Regions from separate parts of the Arachis hypogaea genome. Here region 1 is linked to region 2. A link is a contact called in public Hi-C data. All regions are on one chromosome and are shown on one strand. The core of a region is the stretch at or near the end of the contact, and the rest is flanking DNA. Distances in the headings are between cores, read along the strand shown. Region 1 holds the start of LOC112722518. Region 2 holds the start of LOC112722514 (NEP1-interacting protein-like 2).

Region 1 (4,658 bases), core at 725-3,224, 350 kb before region 2:
CCCCCTTGCCCCTCAGATTTCATCTGTTGGCTGGAGTCTAAAACTTGACTTTTGCCACCTTCAGCGGAAGCAAAATCATTTACTGATTTGGGATGACTTGAAATTTCGCGTGTTGTGTGAACCTCTTCCTTTTTAAAACTTAGTTCCTCAGATGAAGGACTAGATGCTTTGAGAATGGCATGATCATCTTCATTGGATGGCATACTAGGAGAAGACATTACTATAGGGTTTTCCGCCATAGTAGAAGCTGGCCTCAAGTTCCTCTCTTGTACTTCAGATTCCATTTGTTGGCATGAATCTACAAAAGAAAATAAAAACTTAATCCAAAAATTATTTCTTTCAAAACCGGAGAATCATTCCTCCAAATTAAACTATTTCATCAATAGACCAAATTATGTTATCAGCCTCAACACAAACTATGAAAGTCTGTACTAAGGTATAAAACAGTTTTCAGAGAAAAGCACCAACAATGATATTCGACACGAAGATTTGTGCCAAAGATACGTCATCACAGAATTCTCATAGAGAATAGCAGCACCCTTCACAGAATTATGTTATGTTTAATACTTCCATATATTTATTGAAATATTGCACAAGTCAATAAAAAATATTGGTTTGGATCCAACCCTATCTGCGCACAAATTCGCCTCGAAAAAATGTGCTTCAGCTCAAACAGGCAAGGTATACTTCTCAGCCCTAATTAGCATATATTTCCTCTAGGACCCGTTGTTTCCTTTTCCTCTCCATTATCAAACACAAATTTCCTTATAATGAAATCAATCCGGCCCAATAACTAGCTCAAAAGGATTCGTTCAAACCAATGGAGTAACATAATAAAGCTACACTTACAATTGGAATGCCAGCCACAATCAACCTTGCAGGCCACAGCATTAATGATCAAAACCACCACCACATAAAGGCCCATATAAGATACCCTCCCTGGACTGGGGAGGGCAAATTCAGCTTCAGGCTGTTTGCAGCGGGTTGTGTACAACAAGGTTCAGTGATCATATGCTGGGTTTTCATCACTGGATTTGAAAATTCTTTTTAACCAGACAACTTTTTTAATTTTATTTTTGCAATACAACAGTATGAAGGAGAATGATCATGGTGAATGGAGACTGGACCTTATTCTGAAGGACGAGAATAATAAGACCTTGAGCCTAGCCTAACAAAACAACCACCAAGCCTGAGGAGCACCCACAAGAAATCTTATCCAGAACAACCCCTCCCCCAACACATAAACACACAGAGAAACCAAATAAAACAAGTAAAATCAACATCACACTTGATATAGAAACAGACATAAATCAACAGTAATATTATAGGGCATGATCATGTAAAGCAGCACCATTGCATCAAAAGTATTCAGCATAAAATTGAGAACTAATGTTGAATTGGGAAAACCTATGCCATCGTTGTCGGCATCGGATACAGAATTTGAGGCGTAGCCTTTATCATCACCGTCGGTTTCTTCTTCTTCTTCTTCTTCTTCCTCTTCCTCCTCCTCCTCCTCCTCCTCCTCCTCCTCTTCTTCTTCCCCTACCTCCTCTGGCTCCTCTTCTTCTTCCTCTACCTCCTCCTCTTCTTCTTCTCCTTCTTCTACCTCTTCTTCTACCTCTTCCTCTACCTCTACCTCTTCTTCCTCCTCTTCCTCTTCCTCTACATCTTCTTCTTCTTCCTCTTCTTCTTCTTCTTCTACTTCTTCCTCTTCTTCCTCTACCTCCTCTTCTTCTTCTTCTTCTTCTTCTTCCTCTGGATCGGCGTTACCTTGATCGACGGATGGGGGAGACATTGGAACGGAAAAGATGCGTTAATTATTTGATGAAGTTGGATAAGTAATCAGAATCAGAATCAGAGCAACAATAAGAAACGACAAAAGATATGGCATGCAAATGTTGTGACGAATTAAGATGCACACTACTTCTCAAACGCCATTATATATGCAGTTATGCACACAACTGCTAGATATATAAGTTTTTTTTAGCAAACTAGTCCAAATAAATTGGTCCAAATTCAACAAAAATTAATTCTTAGATTAAAATGCGTGTAAATAATTAAATATGCACTTTCAAGATTATCAAATAACACGACCATCGTTGTCAAACTCGCGAATTAATTTACGAGTTTAATTTAGGTAGTGGAATCGAATTAATTCGGACACAAACTCGTTTTTGGGTAGATTCGGGTAGACTCGAGTAAACTCGGTCAAACTCGTAAGTTTATTCATGACTAAGTAAATTTGCTTTGGTTGGCCTTTTTCACCAAATCGGCATTGTTTTGGGCCAAAAAAAAGGAAGGCAGCAACATAACTTTAATCGGCTAAACCTCTCACTTTGCTCACACTCACTCTCTTCATCTTCGCGTTTCGTCCTCCATCCCTCGCCGTCGTCCATCCTTCACTGCCGTTTGCTGTTCGTCATTCCTGAAACCACCGTTCTCTCACTCTTAGTCTCTCATTCAGCTCGACACTCTCTCACTCTCTCACTCTCTGTTCTGCATCGAAGAATGTGGACTCGTGGAGCCTCTGCCATCCGCCATGCTGCCATCGCTCGTCGTGTCTTCTGCCCCTCATCGCGCTTCCGCCGTTCGTTCTGTCAGGTGTCAGCCCGTCGTGTGTCTGCACAGCACAGCATAGCAACGCGAGTGTTAGCTAAGCCTACTCCATTCAGCCATTCAGATTCAGCCTTCAGGTATGTTTAAAAAAAATTAGTTACTGAATTGATGTATTTGGTAGTTGTTACTTGTTAGTGTGAGTTTAATCTATTCTAAATTGCTGCATTTTGTAATTTGTAGTTGTTACTTCTTACTTGTTAGTGTCAGTTAGTTGTTATTGAATCTGAATGTCTTAAACTGTGAAATCTGAATTTGTTGTTATTGAATCTGAATTTTTTCTATAGCTTTCTTTCCCGTATTCAAGAGCAGATCTTGTTTACTTATTTGTATTTCTTTGTTCTTCTATTTGATGCCAAATAATTAAGCTTTACCTTCTCCAGCCATAGAAAAAAATTGTCAGAGGCTAGTATTTACTGCTTTAATTTTCTAGGAATGCATTATGCATTGTGGTATCTTGTGGTTTTTAGTCTTGGTGTTTAAGTGCTGTCTCCATTATGTCCTTTTATATTACTAAGCACAATGCTATGCAATTAAAGTTTTTATTTTCTTTATATTGTGCACTCTGTCAGCTTTAACTTATAAGTCCATAACTACAGCTCATTTGTAAAGTAGTTTTTATATCCTAAATCTGAATTTGTAGTTGTTATTTCTTACTTGTTAGTGTTAGTTAGTTGTTATTGAATCTGAATGTCTGAAATATGAATTTATTAACTTTGTTAACAAGGATAAGTGGATAATTTTGCTTAATTATTTAGTTTGTACTTTGTTGATTTGTTTATTTGGGGACAAAAATACAAAATGTCTGAGAATGTTGGTTCAGGGACATGTGAATGATGATGATTTTGTTGGCTGGGTCGAACCTGAACTTGAAAGAAATGATGTTTCTGATGAAGATGGTGAAGATGATGATGTTGATGCCATAAAAGATGAAGATAGGATTTCAGTTTTAGACTTTTAGTTTATTAGAACATTTAATTGTTACTTTGTTGTTTTCTTCTTTTTTTTTTTTTTGTGTTATATGAAGCTTTGATTGTGTGACTATGTTTTATGTTGAACTAGATGCATACTTGTGAAGAATTTGAATGTGTGTTCTAGAGTACTTGTTATAATTGTAGTATTATGTTAATTTATTATGTATTTTGATGTTGAAATTGTTAAGTTTAAATGCTTATGTTTGAGTAAATATATATATTATACACGATACATATATTTTTTACGAAAAATTTATAATAGGTAAATTCGTACGAGTTTACGTCGAGTCTACGAGTCGAGTTTAGATCAGTTACACGAGTTTACCTAGACTCACAAGTTTGAGAACCTTGGCACGGACGTCATTATAAAATCGGTTCTTCTCCCTCGATCAAAGTCGCAATGCTCAAAATTCAAACAACGATCAAAATCTCTCAAAATTATCGTGAAAGGTCAAAGAAGTTTCAAAGCTGAAATCGAAATCTTCACCAACAAACACTAAAAAAAAGATGAAAGATTATTGAAGGTAATATTCACTAATCTTGCAATTTTCTTACCTTTCTATTTTTCATTCTTATCGCAAAATGCTACATAGTTATATTGCAGTTTATTTCGTGTTCTTGCGTTACTTTTCTCATTATACGCTTCATTTGGTGATAACTATGTTATGTCGGTATAAAAATGTTACGTAGTGTTTATTGTATAGTTTAACCTATATTTACATGTGTTTGAGGGATTTGAATGTGTTTTTGTACATGTTTGAGTTTTGTATGTTTCGAAATGAGTTTGTTTGTAGTGCTTCTAATATCATTGTTTCATGTTTGTGTTTTGGTGTAGTTGGTTTGTCTTTCAGTGTATTTGGCTTGTCTTTCTGTATATTTCATCAAAATTGAGGTGTACTTAATGCTGTTGTACTCTTTATACTGTAACTAGACAACAAAATATTGTTCTTGTACTTTTGATGTTATTATGTACATATTTGAGTGATTTGTAACTATTTTTGTCCATTATTAGGAATTTTGTTCATCAATTTCTTATAACAAACCATAGAATTTTATTCTAGTACTTCAGGT
Region 2 (4,480 bases), core at 1,012-3,511:
AAAATATCCTATAATATAACGTAACTTTAACTTCTCTTTTTACTCTATACCACTATTTTTCCAATTCCAAATTCTACTACTATTTTCATCGCTAACTACCACCGTCATCGTCACCACCACTGCCATCACCACCTCTACTACTCCCGAACTGGCTCCCAACCTTCATCTATTAGCTCAAAACTTCACTCCATCACAAAACACCTAGTTCGGCCAACTTAAGCACATGCCATGGTTTGAATTTGCAAAACTCAAAAACCAGAGTTAGAATTTACAGTCTCAATTGGTGTAACAATGGCAGATATATCCAATTTTTTATTAAACCCAAAGCCCGCAGAAGAAGAAATTTCACAGTCTCAGATGTAGAAATCTACTCCTGACCATAAAATCATGCGAACAACCAAACCCAGCTTCAAGTGCCTCATCTTTAGTCACACAGTTCTCTTCTCATTTATTCTAGGTTTTCCGTTCCTATGGAAATCCATCAAAATCTACCGCGCTCCACTCCCCTTCAACCGAATCGATTTTTTCTCCTTACAACTGGAGTCCGATCCCTTACATTTCCCCTATTTATTCTGAGTCATATTCATCGGCGTCAAGACTTGGTCAGATTCTAGCGGCGAACATGGGAATAAATAGCAAAGTAGCAGAGAAAACTCTGACGGGAAAGAGAGGGCAATTTGTGTGGGAATGAAGCCTAGTATCGATGCAATCAATATGGAAGATTTGTGAGCAAAGAGGCAAGGTTCGAACGTAATCATCGTCTTCGAATTCGAAGAGACAAACGGCACATTCGCCACATTTGCGGCGTGAAGATGAACGGCAAGATGTAGCAGCCCAGACCACCCGCTAGCACGATATTGTCCGCTTTGGCACACAAGGCCTCACGGTTTTGCCTTTGACAATAGGGATGATAGTCGAAGCCCCCCACACCCACTCGTCAAAACGCATCATGCTAGGGAGAGGTATCCACACCCTTATAAAGCATGCTTCGTTCCCATTTCCAACCGATGTGGGACCTTACAATCCACCCCCTAAGGGAGTCCAGTGCCCTCGCTAGCACATCGATCCGGGCTCCGGCTCTGATACTATCTGTAACAGCCCAAACCACCCGCTAGCACGATATTGTCCGCTTTGGCACACAAGGCCTCACGGTTTTACCTTTGACAATAGGGATGATAGCCGAAATCCCCCACACTCACTCGTCAAAACGCGTCATACTAAGGAGAGGTATTCACACCCTTATAAGGCATGTTTCGTTCCCCTCCTCAACCGATGTGGGACCTTACACAAGAAGTGTCGTTGAGTTTACTGGCATATAGGATATCATAAAAGGAGAAAGAGATGGTTTTGATGATGATGACGTTAGTGATGGTGGTAGTTACGGATGAGAGTGGTAGTGAAAAAAAATTTAAATAAAAGTGATGTGTGGGATAAAAAGAGAAGTTAGAGTTAAGTTATATTAGAAAGTATTTTAAAAATTTTAAATAAATTTTTAGAATTCAAATAGTTATGTTAGCAAAAATTTATTTTTTATAGATAAAAATAATAATTTTATTTATTTGTAAATAAATTTCTTAGCATTCTGAATTTTCATAAATAAAAATGATAGATTACTCATAAAAGAAAATCAAGAGATTTTTTCCTATAAAAAAACAAAAAGGTTTGTGATTGTTAGGCTTGAAGGTATGTACATTTGTCACATCCTCCTCAAGCATTTGATTAGAAGCACGTAGCCAATAATAAGGGACAAACTTACAAGGAAAATCAGCAAAACCGTGTGCGCCTTAATTTGTTATCTTCTTAGTTCTTTCTAAACGCTTTCTCATTAATAGTTGTAGACTACTTGTACATAGAACACGACATTTTCAATTTATCATTAATATGGACAATGCAGACACGCTGTTGTTTTGTTGTATCTTAGTCTAGCTTGATTCTAAAAAACTAAAATTAATTTAATTCTTAAAAATTTTGATATTATATAATAAAAATTTTTTTAAAAGCTTACTTCATAAAAATAATTATATATCTAATATCATATATTGCAGTATTCAATTAATTACCGTCAAATAAACAAAACTAATAAATTATGATCTCTTCAGTCTCCACCACCTAAAAAATAAAGTAAAACAAAACCTTTTATATGCATAACTACTAATTAAATGTTAATTATTGAATAGCTTTATAGCACCACCTAAACAGATGCTACTTAAATTTGACACAAGTCCACCACTTAAATTAACCTAAGCAACTTAAAAATAGTAGGTTTCAATATTAAAGGGGTCTAAAGTCTAAACTCTAAACAGAGTTCTACCAAAAAAAAAAGTCTAAACGGGGTAAATACATACGTCCAAGTGATGTTTTGACTTTTGAGAGTATCTAATAATTCCTCAATTATTTACCCTAAATCAAATTGGTCATCTTCGTATGAACGGGTTGACTTTCTCAACGAGCTCACATCCCATTTTTACTTTTGTCTTTGATTAAAGCCTGGCTTTGGAAAATGAATTTGTTATTCTGAGATGAGGTGTTCCTTGTAACAGAAAATAAGGTTATCCAATTCGAAACCCACGGAAGGTAAGGGGTTTGTATCCTAAATTTGTGTACCGAGTCAGCAAAGTTGAAAACTTTTCTGTCATCCGAAATGACCCACCAACCCTCTTTTTCTCAATCTGTTGTTGCTGACAGCGCAGCCTTTGCCCCAAACTCAAGGCTCCTTCCTTATCCCCCTCCGTCACAGATATAGAAGAAGAAGAAGGTGGAGGGGTTCGCTGCTATTGCTATGGCCTAACATCAATAAAAAGCTTCTAGTTTTGGCGATTCTCACACACGCTCGCTCGAACTCATGGGTCTCGTGTTTTGCTCCCTCTCCAAATTCTTATTATGCGCCATTTCTGGAGCTCTCACGCTGTGTTTTGCCGTAGGTAATGATCAACAGCAATGTATACATGGTTGTTTTTCTTAATTTCATTTGCCGATAAATGATTGATTAAAGCTGGTTTACGTGCCTCAAAAAGTTTTGTTTTTGCATGGTGGGGCTTGAATAAAATTGAAAGAAGAAGAAAAAGAGAGGGAAAAGGGAGAGAAAAAAAAAAGGAAGGAGGGGGGTGTTAAGGTTAAACCCTTTTTCCGGGTTTTGTTTGACCAAAAATTAGGAGATTTTAATTGGATTTGCTTTTGATTTTGGAAAAGAATCAGAATTTTTCCCCCAACCTCTCTTTTGTCTTATGGAAACTCGAATAGGAAAGGAATAAATTGTGTGCAAAAGTCAATTTGTTTTGGGGCTTTTATGAATGAATGAATTGATGGCAGATTGGCAGTGTAATTTCTGAATTCAGATTAGTTTGATGATTGTTGGTGTAGATGCTTTTGTATGGTAAAGTTTGTGAATTTGAGCGTCTAGGGGTTTTTACTGTTTTTACCTTATAGCAGTAGCCACTCTTTTTAAGTGTTCTCATCTGGGTGTGAGGTTTGTTTCTATATTGGTGTCATGTCTTGTGTTTCTGACTTGCAGCTGGAGCCCTTACCGGAGCTATAGCTGGTGCTTTAGCTGCTAAGGCAACTCACAGTGGTTTGCTGCGGGGAGCTTCATTGGGCGCTGTTGCTGGGGCTATACTCTCGGTGGAAATCTTGGAAGCTTCCCGTGCATATTGGTGCATGGAGCAAACTGGCTCACGGGGCACGTCATCTATGGTTGGTACTCATTCCTCTCAATTTTCCTTGGTTTGAAGTGATATATGTTTGTAACTTGGCAAAACTATGGGGGAAAACATGGCTAACTTTTAGTTTCAAATGTCTTTGTATGGGATATAGATGCTCTTTTTACTTGGTTGTGCTTGGCTGTTAAGTAGCATCTGATATTTGTAATAGTATGCTTTGTTTAATTCCTTGTCTTAAAAAATGCAGGCAGATTTCATAGAGGAACTTGTTCGTGCTAGGCTTATAGAGGAATCAATTTCACCTGACATTTTAACTGCTTACAATTTGCAGGTAATTTTTTTGTTTCTGTTTCCTCTTCCTTCCCCGTTGTCTGTTATCTGTGTCCATCTCCTCATGCCTTCTAAAAGTGATGACTCTTAGCTATTTTAATGTGAATGCGCACTACCTTCAATTGGTTTTTCACATTTTGAACTAATAGCACGTCACATATCATATACGAATCCAAAATTAACAAAACAGAGAAAGTTTCACCATGTAATTAGTAAGAAAGTAACAATGCAAATCTGAATTTATGGAACGTGAAGATATATTTGATTATTTATCCAGACAGTTACAACATATAGTATGACAAACAAAACAATTTGACATCCCATAAGCTTGTTTCCACAATTGGAAACATTTGTAAGAGGTATAATCAAACATGGTCTGGTACCCTGGTTAATCAAATTATCCATACAAGGATTTTGTTTTCATTTATCTGACATAAGAGAATTTAGAAGTGGTAGGAGACTTTGGACTAGAAATTTCACATTCAACAACTGTT

Evidence for each region. A called contact is a pair of places that touch in the nucleus more often than the background predicts.
Region 1: a contact with region 2 is called in a Hi-C map of leaf, with 4 times the contacts expected there. The contact joins the promoter of LOC112722518 here to the promoter of LOC112722514 in region 2. A contact is called at or near these places in 2 of 8 Hi-C or Micro-C datasets (both in leaf).

What each region holds. Positions count from the first base shown.
Region 1 is chr11:125,193,240-125,197,897 of arahy.Tifrunner.gnm2.J5K5, reverse strand. LOC112722518 reads right to left here and starts at 1,974. Exons shown (of 9, transcript XR_011867710.1): 1 at 1,408-1,974; 2 at 1-298. LOC112722521 (a long non-coding RNA gene) reads left to right here and starts at 2,234. Exons shown (of 2, transcript XR_003162728.3): 1 at 2,234-2,693; 2 at 3,437-3,723.
Region 2 is chr11:124,845,672-124,850,151 of arahy.Tifrunner.gnm2.J5K5, reverse strand. LOC112722514 (NEP1-interacting protein-like 2) reads left to right here and starts at 2,261. Exons shown (of 6, transcript XM_025773571.3): 1 at 2,261-2,574; 2 at 2,686-2,921; 3 at 3,512-3,690; 4 at 3,904-3,987. The coding sequence starts at 2,843.